Regions from separate parts of the Mus musculus genome. Here regions 1 and 3 are each linked to region 2. Evidence: chromatin contacts called from public HiChIP or PLAC-seq data. All regions are on one chromosome and are shown on one strand. Each heading gives the region's core, a stretch centred on a gene start, on an enhancer-like site or on the middle of the called end of the contact. The rest is flanking DNA. Distances are from core to core; before and after follow the strand shown.

Region 1 (4,116 bases), core at 984-3,483, 260 kb after region 2:
CAGGGACTGAGCTGGGTGGGCTTCCACCTCCTCTGCTTCTCCTCAGCACCCAGTCTGCGTGATAGTCCTTGCTTACTGAGAGCTGGTTACTCTTGTCCTCGAAGACCTCAGAAGTGGCAAGCCTCGAGGGCCATTTGGAAGCTAATCCTGACGCCCCCGAGTCCCCAGCCAGGAGGAGCAGAGGCAGGCATCAAATGCCATAGACCTCCCAACTTACAGGTGACAGCATCCACCTTGTGGCTGCCTTAGCTGCAGCTGAAACCTTGGCTGCTGTCAGAATCCAGATTTGGGGGGCTAGCGATGTGCACAGAAGGGGCCAGTGGCTCTCCAGGAAGCCTCAGACCTTCACCACCAGACTAGACTCTGAGGCACCCAGCCCTGTGAACTGGACAGCTTCTAGGTCCTCCATTTATCCAGCATGCAGACAGACAGACTTCCAGGACAGCATCATACAAGCCAATCAAGTAACTCCCCAGCTGCAGCATGCATCCACTCAGTCTTCTGAAGAGCCCTGACTCAGAACCCTCAGTGGTACTGACACACAGTAGACCTACGAGAGGCAAGCAAGAGCATATCGCCGGGACAGTTGGTGTGATAACACAGATGCAGACACTAACAAGCAGGTAGCATATACAGTGGGGATACTCTGGGACCGTAGAATGACCCAGGTGTTAGCCTTGGTTCTCAGCCTGACTTGTTCTGGAATCAACTATGAGATAAACCTCTGAGCACTCCATGGGAGGAGCAGCGGATGAGTGCACAGTAGGTACAGCCTGCCGGGCTGGGCTGGACCCACTCTCCACACAACATGTCCACCTGCTCAGATGAGGGCCTATGAGGACCTAGAAAAGCCTCACCCCAGAGACTGGAAACATGGAAACACACTCAGGGGTAGGACCTCTTTGGGGATCACTGCTAACTGCAGGATTGCAAGACATGATTTTATTTTTTCTTAAAAACTGAAATTACAGGTTGGGGATTTAGCTCAGTGGTAGAGTGCTTGCCTAGCAAGCACAAGGTCCTGGGTTTGGTCCTCAGCTCTGGAAAAAACAAAAAACAAAAAACTGAAATTACAATGGGGGCGTTGGATGGGGTAGCGTGCATGCCTTTAATTCTAGCATGAGAGGCAGAGGCAGGTGGATCTCTATAAGTTCTAGGCTTGCACGGTCTACAAATTGAGTTCCAGGATAGCCAGGGTTACATAGTGAGACTCTGTCTCAAACAAACAAACAAAACAACAGCAACAGCCATTGCAGAGGAGGGAAATGGAGAGGCCCACCCCACCCCACCCCACCCCTCTGCTGAACAGTTGTGCAGACGTTTCCCTCCACATTCATATCAATACTTTAAAAAAATAACTCCCATGAGGATTGTAGCATCTTTCTTATTGAATGTTTATTGAGACCAAGTGTATAACAATGGCTCTACAAAAGATGTATTTGTTGTTGATGGTGTGTGCACTCCTGTGCTGGTACCTGCAGGGGCCGGGAGGTCAGGCTACCTGGAGCTGGAGTTACAGGCATTTGCAAGTCCAGGAACTATCTTCTTGTCCTCTGCAAGAGCAGCAAGTGCACGCTCTCTCTCTCTATCTCTCTCTCTCTCTCTCTCCGCCCCCCAGCCTCTTTCCACCCCCAAGGTAAGACTCCTTAGTGTCATATAATCCCAGATCACCTCAAAACAACGCTGAAAAGGAAGTTAACACCGAAGGGCCTCTTCTGGTGATGGCTCTGGGCCAGACCTAAGGACAAGAAGTAAAAGTATAGCCATTCCTACCTTCATGGGCTCCTGCCCTCCAGGGAAAGGAAGAGGGTGAGTTACAAGAAGGTACTGTAACTCTCTCTGTCTGTCTCTGTCTCTGTCTGTCTGTCTGTCTCTCTCTCTCTCAGCAGGGAGGGAGAGATGAGCAGTTTAGGTTGCCATATAGCTGTGCAAAGGCCCTGGGGCAGGAGAGAATTGGATGTCATGGCGAGCCCAGAGGTAGTGTGCCTTGGGTGGGTAGGTGGGGGATGCAGAGGACCTCAAGGCCACAATCACATTTTGCTCTTGGCTTCTATGACAACAATGTCACACTTTAGGTGTGACATTTACCCCCTCCCCTGCTGTCTTGTGTGTTGAAGGCTTGGCCTCCAGCTGGTGGCACTATTGAGGTGACTGGATAATGATGCTCTCATAGTGGACTACAGGGGGAGGGGCCTGTTGTGTGAAGTAGGACCCTAGGACCCTGTACCTTGTCCCTGGTCCTCCTTCCTGTTCCTGCCTCTGGTCCTTCATGAGGCAATAAGTTCCCTAGGCACAGAGTAACCTCCATCCTCCACACACTAGCCCAGAAGACAGCGTAGTCAAGTGACTGATGACAAAGTCCTTCAAAACCCTGAGCCAAGCACATTCTTTCCTCTTTAAATAGTTGGGCCTCAGTCAGGTCTTTGGTGAGTCTGGGGACAGGTGGCCAGGGCCTCCACCTTATTCCTTCAAGCGAGGAAGCAAACACAGACACTGTAAAGTCTGCAAGTATTTTCTTTAAAGGTCAGATAGTGAGTACGTTCGGCAGTGGGCTCTCAAGGGAGTACCGCGCAGCTCTGTTGTGGAAGGGAAGCAGCAAGGACACACAGACACACACATACAGACACACAAATAACCAGTGCAGCCAGTCCAAAGACGACAAACTGCAATTCCCTCACTCACCTAGCTGGCAGCTCTCCTTGACTGCTGTGGCTGAGCTGAGAAAAGATGATGTCGCAGAAGAGAAAGCCGCTGAGGGGAGGGGGAGATGAGCCATGAATGCAGAAGCGAAACAAAGAGACACAAAGTTGCAGGATCCTTGGGAGCTGGCGATACCGAGTTAGAAGCCTAACTTTGCAGGCAGAGGGGAGTCTGTGCAGAGGCTCAGTTCCACAGTGGGCATGGAGGGAGAGAGCTGGAGTCTCCACTGACACATGGGTAGCTCACTTAGTCGAGATGCACAGAGGTGTTAATCCCACAGATGGTAGGAGAGAGACCACAACCCAAATCATCATCATGGCCAAACTGATTGAAGCAAGCAATTAATTAATGCAAGCTTTTTTTTTCTTTTAAACTTGTGAACACAGGCTGTCTCCCACTAAAGGTGGTTCAAGAACTTAGCATTGGACACGAGTAAGATAGGGGCTTTTATAGTTCAGGAGTAGGGGGTTTCCAAATGGGAGATTTGGTGGTAAATAGGCGTGGTTACAGAAGCAGAACATAAACATAGCAAGTTGGTCACAACAACCTTTTGAAGCAAAGACATGGCTGCGTTTCCTGGAATAGACAGTACAGGGCCATTTATAGTTAAGGTTACAGGTGGGGCATAGCCCAATCCTTGGGAAACATTTAATCATAGACAAGAATGAGCCCAGGTTACCTTTACTAAAAGATTGCTTTCAAGCCCAAGATGGAGACAGGCTGGTACTTCAGGATAAATCATGATTCATATGCTCGTACATTCTACAATGCTGTCCTGCCTGAGGCTTCCAAAAGGCCAAACCAAGGGAAATGGGGCTCAGTGGCTGGTTCAGGTGCCACAAGCTGAGCCTCTGTGTGTGTGTGTGTGTGTGTGTGTGTGTGTGTGTGTGTGTGTGTGTGTGTGTGTGTGACTCTGCCAGGACCAGCCGCACAGTCTGTGCTTGGGTTTTTTCAGGCTAACAACAAGGCCAGTGGTTATATAAACCAGGGTCCTCCAGGTTCTGTGTCAGAGAACATCATACCATACAACATCACCAGAACAAGGCATGCAGGTTTCTCCCTCTCCCTTCCTTCTTTCCCTAAAATACAAGTGGGTGGGGAAGAATGTTGACCACTGGCCAAGAAAACCCCAGGAGAGGTGAGGACCAAGCCCTGGAAGCTATGCTGGTTATGCTTTGGGGATGTCTTGGGATGTGGATAAAGAGACAGGAGGCACCCCTGGGATCTGCTTCTCAAGGCCCAAGCTTTCATTGTCTGTCTTGATTGACAACATGCAAATGGTTGTCCATAGAAATGCAAATGAGCTTTGTCCTGGGACACCAACCATTATATACCGGCTTTGTGACCATTGCCCAGCTCCGCATTTATTTGTAAATTCATGTCAGCATTTTTGATGCTTTTGTGTGTGCTCACAGA
Region 2 (4,280 bases), core at 1,380-3,879:
TTAATCCCAGCACTTGGGAGGCAGAGGCAGGCGGATTTCTGAGTTCGAGGCCAGCCTGGTCTACAAAGTGAGTTCCAGGACAGCAAGGACTATACAGAGAAACCCTGTCTCAAAACAACAACAACAACCAAAACCAAAACAAAAACAAAAACGCACAAACAAACAAAAAAAAGAGAGTGAGAAGGGGACAAGCAGCCTCTTTTATAGTGAGTCTGGCACACCGTGCTGTTGCCAGGTAACTGTGGAGCGGAGCCTAGAAGGAATGCTAGCAATCTGTTTTTGAAATTTTTATTTCTTTATTTTATGTATATGACTCTGGATGTATATCTGTACCCCATGTGGGTGGGGTGCCATGGGAGACCAGAAAGGGGTCTCAGATCCTCTGGAACTGGAGGAGCAGATGATCGTGAGGCTCTGTGTGGGTGCTGGGAATTGAACCCCCGCTCCTCTGGAAGAGCGGCCAATACCCTTAACTGCTGGGCCATCTCTCCAGCCCCTGGAAGGTTAACTTTACATCACAGTGACTGTGTTCCAAGTGTTTAACAGACACTGGAGGTGGGGTAGGAATTATGGGTAAATGGATGAAGGCTGAAGGATGAAACTGTTCTTAGCCCAGACCCCTCGAAGCTGTGCGTGGTCAACCTCCAGGCATTCCACGCCCCATCTCTCCTCTCCTTTCTTCCTTCCTTTCTTTCCTTCTTTCTTTCTTTCTTTCTCTCTTTCTTTCTTTCTTTCTCTCAACTACTCTTTTTTTTTAATTGTATTTTATTTATTATTATACGTAAGTAGACTGTAGCTGTCTTCAGACAGACCAGAAGAGGGCGTCATATCTCACTACAGATGGTTGTGAGCCACCATGTGGTTGCTGGGATTTGAACTCAGGACCTTCGGAAGAGCAGTCAGTGCTCTTCTTACCCGCTGAGCCATCTCACCAGCCCCTCTCTTTCTTTCTTAAGGTCTTGTTCATCCTGAACACTAGTCTACCCTTCTTCCTCATGGGTAGTTCATTTTGCCACCAGGCACAAGACCAGACACGTCTCCCACTTGTGGAATCACAGAACCACAGTGGAACAGGACGGGTTTTTGGAGTGCCCATGGCTAGCCTCCCTTATCAGCTGAGGCTGCTCAGCCACAGCCATGACTGTGGGAGTGCGGGGAGCCGCAGGTGCTGGCTGCAGAAGGAGGAGGGATTAGCAGAGCCCGGGTATACTTGAAGTCCAAGATACTTCAGTGTATCCATTGCTTCTTTCTGTTTGATTGTGTTAAGATCTCTGCAAATGGCTACAAAAACAGATGCAGGCTTAGAGATAGAGACTAGGGTGTGGCCCCAGCCAAGTGGCGCCTGTTTATAATCTCACACACAATCTCACACACTCATGACAGAGGCAGGAGGATCACCACATGCCCAAGGCCAGCCTGGTCTATGTAACAAGTCTCTGTGTCAAAAAAAAATAGACAGGTTTGGCTGAATACACCTCTTTAACCCTAACATGGGGAGGCAGAGGCGGCAGATCTCTGCCAGTTGGAGGCCAGATTGTTTATGTAATGAGACCCTGGGTCAAAAAGAGAAACACAGAAAGAGAAGGGGGTGGGGAGGGAAAGGGGGAGGGGAGGGAGAAGAGAGAAGAGAGGAGGGGGAGAGGGAGAGAGGGGGAGAGGGAGAGAGGGAGAGAGAGGGAGAGGGGGAGAGAGGGAGAGAGAGGGAGAAGACCCTGGCCATCCCTTCCTGACACCTACTCTTTAATGGAAATGCCTTACAAGCAAACGCTTAGCCTTAGTTCTCCACCTTGTGGTCAAACTGTGGCATTGCGTTCCCCCCCCCCATGCTTTAGGCTCACGCATGGAGGGAGGATTTGGAGTCAGGATTAAGGCTTCTCTCCAAAGTCCCAATGTAAGGGCTGAGACCAATTCCTGGTCCTCACAACCCCAAGCCACAGTTCCCAACGATACAACTGAAGACACACCTCTCAGAGTAAAGGCCCAAGGAGAAGAGAATTGAAAGCCATCACTGTGTCTCAAGAAAGTGTGTGTGTGTGTGTGTGATCTTTGTGTATGTCTGCATGTATATGTATCTGTGTATATCTATGTATATCTGTGTTTTGGCCTCAAACTTACAGGGACCCTCCTGCTCCTGCTTCCTGGGGGCTGGGGCTGTGGAGTACACACACACACACACACATACACACCAGCCTCGGCCTTCCTCCAGAGAGGAAGAAGTGAAAAGAAAGCAACGGGCAACATTTTACATTGATTTTATTTTATTTAATTAGTTAGCTCACATACATAATAATGATTTTCTTTACCAAAAAAAAAAAAAGTGCTGTTGACGTCATGAATTTGCATGTCATCTGCACTAAGGCCTGGTGTCCTTCCCGTCAGCACATGTGTGCACAGTTCTGGGGTCTGAATTTGGAACTCAGAGCCTGGGGCTTCAAACTCCAGGTGGGGACTGACCAGGAAGATAGTGAGTCCGCAGGGTATTCCCGAGCGGGGCTCAGGAATGAAGTTAGTAAGGCCAGAAGTCATACCTCCCTTCACGCCGGGCTTCTTCCTGCTCACGGCCAGCTCCCTCCAATGGAGCCTGCGCTGCGAGGCATGTGTCAGGTGCGCAGAATGTAAGGCATCTGGCGATGAGCTTGCCCAACACTCCCTGGATTTTCAGAAGAGGAAACTGGAAGGCTGAGGGAAGAGAGGCCTCCCCTCAGGACACCGCGCAGCTATCAGGAACTGCGTGTGTGTGAGCGGCAGCTGCAAACTGTGTGTCTGAGGTCACAGCCCTTCATCCACATCTGGCAAACAGCTCCTTCTGCAGCAGCCTTGAAAATCTGTACTTTATAGCTCTGCTGTCTTACCTTCCCAGAGTCCTTGCTAATCTCCCAGATAGGAAACTGGCCCTGGGAAGATAGCGTGGTGTGGGGGTATCCAACTTATCTTCTGGGACAGCTTTGTGATCCAACACAAGATCTAAGAACATCGTAAGATTTTGTTTTATGATATTGTAATTCTGTCCAGTTCTCAAGTATGAGCTTTATAGATGACAACTAGTGTCAGAATGCCACGTAAAATAAATACATGCATGTTCTCACAACCCATGGGCCATGTTGGACATCTCTGTAAGGCTAAGACTTGGTGAGAGCTGCCCAGTCTCCACTGGACTCCAGGCAAGGGGCTCATCACCACTGACGTGTGTGATCCACACACAAAAGGCTCTGAGCTGTTCCGGAAGGCAGTGGGGTGAAAGGGTTGGGGTCGGGTGATTCGCAGTATGTTGACCTACTGTGCATGAAGCCCTGGATCTGATCCCTAGAGCAGTTTAAACTGGGTGTGGTGATGCAGGGCACAAGCCCAGCACTTGGGAGGTAGAGGCTGGAGGGTCAGGAGTTCAAGACCATCCTCAGTTACAGAGTTCAAGGCCATCCTGGAATCCATTGGACTTTGTCTCAAGAAAGTGGGAGAAGGGACAGTTAGGCGTTCTGGGTTCGGGAGCAATGTGCTCTTGGGGAGCTATCTTCAGAGTTTATATAATTTTAGGTAAGAGGTGGGCATGGTGGTGGTTCGTGATTTTAATCCCAGGAGACAGATGCTGGAGAATCTCTGAGTTTGAGGCCAGCCTGGTCTACAGAGTGAGCCAGGACTACACAGAGAAACCCTGTCTCAGAAATAAATAAAACAAAACAAAATAACAACAACAAACCAAAAATACTTTAGGTATTTTATGCAACCTGGGTCAAATGATTACTCTCATTCAGTTCTATTCAGTGTGTGTGTGTGTGTGTGTACATGTGTGTGTGTGTCTGAGTGTGCTTGTATCTGAGTGTGTGTATGTGTGAGTGTATGTCTCTCTGTGCGTATCTGAGTGTATGCATTTGTGTGTCTAAGTGTGTATGTCTGAGTGTGAGTATCTGAGTTTGCGTGTGTCTGTATTATTGTCCAAGTGTGTCCATGTCTGAGTGTGTATATGTGTGAGTGTGTGTCTCTGTGTATATGTCTGAGTGTGAACATCTGAATGTGTGTGCACGTGTGTGTGTATGTGTGTCTTTGTCTGAGTGTGTCTGTGTGTGTGTCTCTCTGTGTGTATCTGAGTGTCTAAGTGTGTGTGTCTGAGGGTGAGTATCTGAGTGTGTGTGTGTATGTCATGAGCATGTGACAGGGATTGCACATGCAGGGGGAGGCCAGAAGTCAGTTACTCTTCTGTAGTAGGAATTTATAATCCTAATTAAGCCTACATAAAAGAGACACAATTCACTTATTTTACTTACAAGCCATAAGCCTAGATTGGG
Region 3 (3,802 bases), core at 1,303-3,802, 320 kb after region 2:
ATTGTGTGAGCACACAGCAAGACAACTGGAGTCCCACAGCGTCCCACTTCGAATTCACACGCTTCTGTTTGGAGCGTAACCTTCTCCCACCTCACCCAATTGTGCGCTTTTATTTCCTTTAAGAAAGATTTATGCAGAATTTCCAACTAGCAAAGCAATTGGGCTCTCTTTAGGTCACAGCCCAACAGGTACACACCCAAGCTCACAGATCTGAAGCAGAGACAAGACTCTCTCTAGCTGGACAACTCCCCAGTCGCAACAGGCCACATGGTCCACACCTTTTCAAGAACAGCTCCCTCGTGTAATTAATTAAGCCTGTAATTACAGACCAATCTTTAAAAACGTAATTTGTAGTTTCTCTACAATACTCCTTCTAAATCTAACTTCTGATGTGGGCTAAATTATATTGGAGCCAATTTTTACTACATGGAGACTCGGGATAAACCAGGCTTCGTTGATGATTGATTGAAATACACTGTTTTCATATTTATTGCTTTAATAGCCGCGATCTCTCTGGAGCCCTGGATCTGGGCTAGGCAGGACTCTGCAGGCTTTATTGCCAGCTCTGGGATAGACCAGGAGGCCCCTCTGCCTGTGGGAAGTAACCTGCTCCAGGGCTGGAGTTCCCACCTGCACCTGGGTGTGCCTCAGGATTTTGGTGCAGCGGGGGCATCCTTCACACACTCCCGCAGCCTCTTTATTATCCATTTAGCGGTTGTTGTTCTTGTTGTTGATTCTTCTAAAAGCCACAGGGCCAAGTATAGCTTTCCCTTACAAGAGTTTTTAGGAGCTAGAGCTGGGGCTCGGCTGGTAGAGTGTTCACCTACTATGCACAAAGCCCTGCCTTTGATCCCCAACACAGCATAAACTGGGTATAATGGCACATGCCTTTAATCCCAGCCCTGAGGAGGTGAGGCAGGAGACTGGGGAGTTCAAGGTCAGCCTTAGCTACAGTTTCAGCTTGGAGTTGCACTGGTTCACAGGAGACCCTGTGTCAAAAGAAATGAACAAAGCCTCTGGGTTTGAGGAGTCTCTGCACACAGGATAAAGAGGCAGGGACCTTTAAAAAGAAAGCATCCAGGCCACAGGCGCTTGCCAAATGCTTCAGGCCAACTTTATTGACTTAGCCTAATAGGAAAAAAACGGGGCCATGGTGTTCTGGATTCCAGGGTAGCTTTAGCTTTGCTTTGTCCCCTGACTCCTGAAGTAAGGCCAGGCTAGGCACAGACTGCCTGGGGGGAAAGCTAAAAGAAAATGACTGGGGGGAAGGAGTCAAAAGAAAGCTGTGAGAGTCCAGCTACGCCTTCTCATCCCCCATGGAGAGCCAGCACCTCTGAACAAAAGAAGTCCACCAGAGCCCACCTCTCAGCTGCCCAGTGTGAATTTAGGTCACTTCCAGGAAATGGAGGACCACCACCAGCACTAACAACCCCGACCCTGCCCCCTACCCCTCCCATCTTCCCCCATCCCCACCCCTGCATTTCTGGACCCTTTAGCATAGTCCTGAGAACACGTGGATTTTTTTTTTTTCTCCAGAGCCCTCACCAGGGAAGCCTTCATTGGCTCCTCTTGGGAAGGAGGCCTTGCTTTGGGCAAACATCTGCCCAAAGGGTCTAACACAGGCCTTTCTGCCTAAAGATCTCCTTGTTTTGGATTTTCACCCCGGAGACAATTTTCTCATTAAGTGGCTAGTAATCGCTCGGGATTGCTCATCCTGACTCTGGGGAGGAGCTGCTCCGCTCCCAAAATACCTTTGAGTCACTGGGGTTTCTATCACCTTGCATAAACTTTGAATTATTCTTTGTGTTGAGAAGATTATTATTAAGAAACACGCCCTCGAGCGGTCTGTACTTGCCTTCCCGCTTCATTCGGCAAGCTCTGCTGTACAGGGCGGCTGCCGAGCTGCTCCCCAAGGCTTGCCCATGTGGCCCAGATGCAAAGACCCCAGGGCGGGGCTGCCTCAAGAGCCCAGACTGCCTTCCCATCCTGTCTTCCCTGACAACGCAGAGTTACAGCGAACTGTTCTCTTAGAACAGGATGCCAGCCCCCTCCCATCCTCAGGAGGGAACACTCAGCACCCCCTCCACCTCCCCCGATTTTTATTTATTTATTTATTTATTTTTAGTGTCTTAATATGTAGCCCAGGCTGGTCTTGAACTCGCATCCTTCCTCAGCCTTCCGAATGCTGGAATTATACGCATGTGCTATTACACCCAGCTGAACACGCGCGCGCGCGCGTGCGCGCGCACACACACACACCTTGCACACCTTGCCTCTACTTGATAGAACAGCGGTCTTAAGGACGCGGCTGACACTGCAGAGCCAGGGGCAGCAGGTTTTAATACTCTCTACCCATTCACACTTGCACCCCGAGCAGGCGTAAAGATAGACACTTTTACTGGGGAAGCGATTCTCCTACAAAAAACGCAAGGCGGTTAAAGCCTAGCCAGGTAGACGCCACAGAATTCCGTGCAAGTTCCAGCAGCTGGAGGCCCCGCTGGGATGGATGCGCGCTACTGCGGCCCCCTCTGCTGGCAGCCTCAAGGCTGCGCCTTCCGGGGAGGTGGCCAAGCAGGAGGCTGCACAGCCAAGCCCTCAGACCGGGTTTACAGCCATGGGATGTGAGATCCCAGCCACCATCCCACCATTTCCACAAAAGAGAAGGCGTTTCCAACAAAAACACAGGAGCGCACAACTGCAGAAAAGATCAGCCCACAGCCCGTGTGCAGGTCTTGGCAGTGATGGACAGCTCTGTACGGCATAACTGAGAGGTTATTAGACACCCAGAGAAAGTATAATGACCCCACCGCCCTGGGGTTCTGCACGGTTCTGCCTTACAGTATGCCTCAAGCACCACGCGAGACGTACGAACGTTAAAAGTTGGCTATTTATCGGAATTTACATTTATCTGAGTATTTAAAATATTTTGCCTATTTCTATATAGCGATGCTTTTTTTCTCTAGCCTCAGACTTCTAGACTCCATCTTGCTTGTGTTCAGTTACCTGGAACTCAAGGGCGGCTTGCTTCCAAGGACGAAACTTGATTGGTCCCCAACAGTCCTGAAAATCTATTGCTGGCCAGGGACTGGGTTAGAAAGATCACGTGACATAGTTCTGGCCAATGAGACTTGAGGAAATCTGCATCTTTTGGCGCCCGAGAGAAAGCGGTGCGTCAAGTGAAAGGAACACGGCTTTCTTCCTGCCTGAACCGGGCTGAACATGTTATATGTAACCACCTTGCAACCAGGACGGATGCCTGGGATGTGAAGGAAATATGTGAGAATAGCAGAGTAGAAAGATGCATCCCCCCCCCCACCCCACCCTTGGCTCCTGAACCTTCGAGTTGTGGCGGGTCCTGGAGGCACTGCTAACTGGAGTTAGCAAGGACTAAAGTGGTGCCTTCTCCTCCTCGCTCCTTCCACGCCAAACACAGCCCAGGGACAGGGAGGTCTCCTTGGCCTCTTCCAAGAGGAGCATCCGAGCTTATGTGTCTTGCTGAGGGACTGCGTCCCACGCCTTAATGTCAGGCTGCCTGTAGCAGATGTGTGTCCCTAGGGCCATGTCTCATGGTGGAGGAGCCGACTAATGTAAGACCAGCTGGTGGTTTTCACCCTGGCAGAAACCTCCCAGAGTGCCAGGGGTCCCAGGTCCCTGTTACGGACGTTTCCTGTTTACCGACATTCTGATTGGCGACTAGGTTGAGCTGATTGGCCTCCTGGCCAGCAGCTCAGGACAGTGTCTCAATTGATTGTAATTGTGTCATTGGGGGCAAAAGAGTGCATTGTGACTGAAGGGGGTGTGG

What was found. HiChIP or PLAC-seq counts read pairs in DNA pulled down with a chosen protein or histone mark.
Region 1: a contact with region 2 is called in an H3K27ac HiChIP or PLAC-seq map of trophoblast stem cells, with 6 times the contacts expected there. The contact joins two enhancer-like sites. A contact is called at or near these places in 65 of 484 Hi-C or Micro-C datasets (the 3T3-L1 cell line, 3T3-L1-derived adipocytes, the 63-12 cell line and 45 more) and 8 of 115 datasets of contacts at active chromatin or transcription factors (acute myeloid leukemia, bone marrow-derived dendritic cells, embryonic stem cells and 1 more).
Region 3: an H3K27ac HiChIP or PLAC-seq map of trophoblast stem cells shows a contact between it and region 2, with 6 times the contacts expected there. The contact joins two enhancer-like sites. A contact is called at or near these places in 2 of 484 Hi-C or Micro-C datasets (olfactory sensory neurons and trophoblast stem cells) and 5 of 115 datasets of contacts at active chromatin or transcription factors (craniofacial prominence, embryonic forebrain, embryonic stem cells and 2 more).

Annotation. Positions count from the first base shown.
Region 1 is chr2:172,761,493-172,765,608 of GRCm38.p6, forward strand. No RefSeq gene overlaps it. Among named protein-coding and RNA genes, the nearest start is that of 1700055K11Rik, 97 kb to the right of the region's middle. Within about 2 kb of position 2,234, at least 6 of the 459 cell types and tissues checked have an H3K27ac peak or open chromatin away from gene starts, as enhancers often do. A contact at or near this core is called in trophoblast stem cells, where this site is marked.
Region 2 is chr2:172,499,767-172,504,046 of GRCm38.p6, forward strand. All of the region lies in intron 2 of Gm40009 (a long non-coding RNA gene), which reads left to right. Among named protein-coding and RNA genes, the nearest start is that of Gm40009, 7.6 kb to the left of the region's middle. Within about 2 kb of position 2,630, at least 16 of the 459 cell types and tissues checked have an H3K27ac peak or open chromatin away from gene starts, as enhancers often do. A contact at or near this core is called in trophoblast stem cells, where this site is marked.
Region 3 is chr2:172,822,854-172,826,655 of GRCm38.p6, forward strand. No RefSeq gene overlaps it. Among named protein-coding and RNA genes, the nearest start is that of 1700055K11Rik, 36 kb to the right of the region's middle. Within about 2 kb of position 2,553, at least 17 of the 459 cell types and tissues checked have an H3K27ac peak or open chromatin away from gene starts, as enhancers often do. A contact at or near this core is called in trophoblast stem cells, where this site is marked.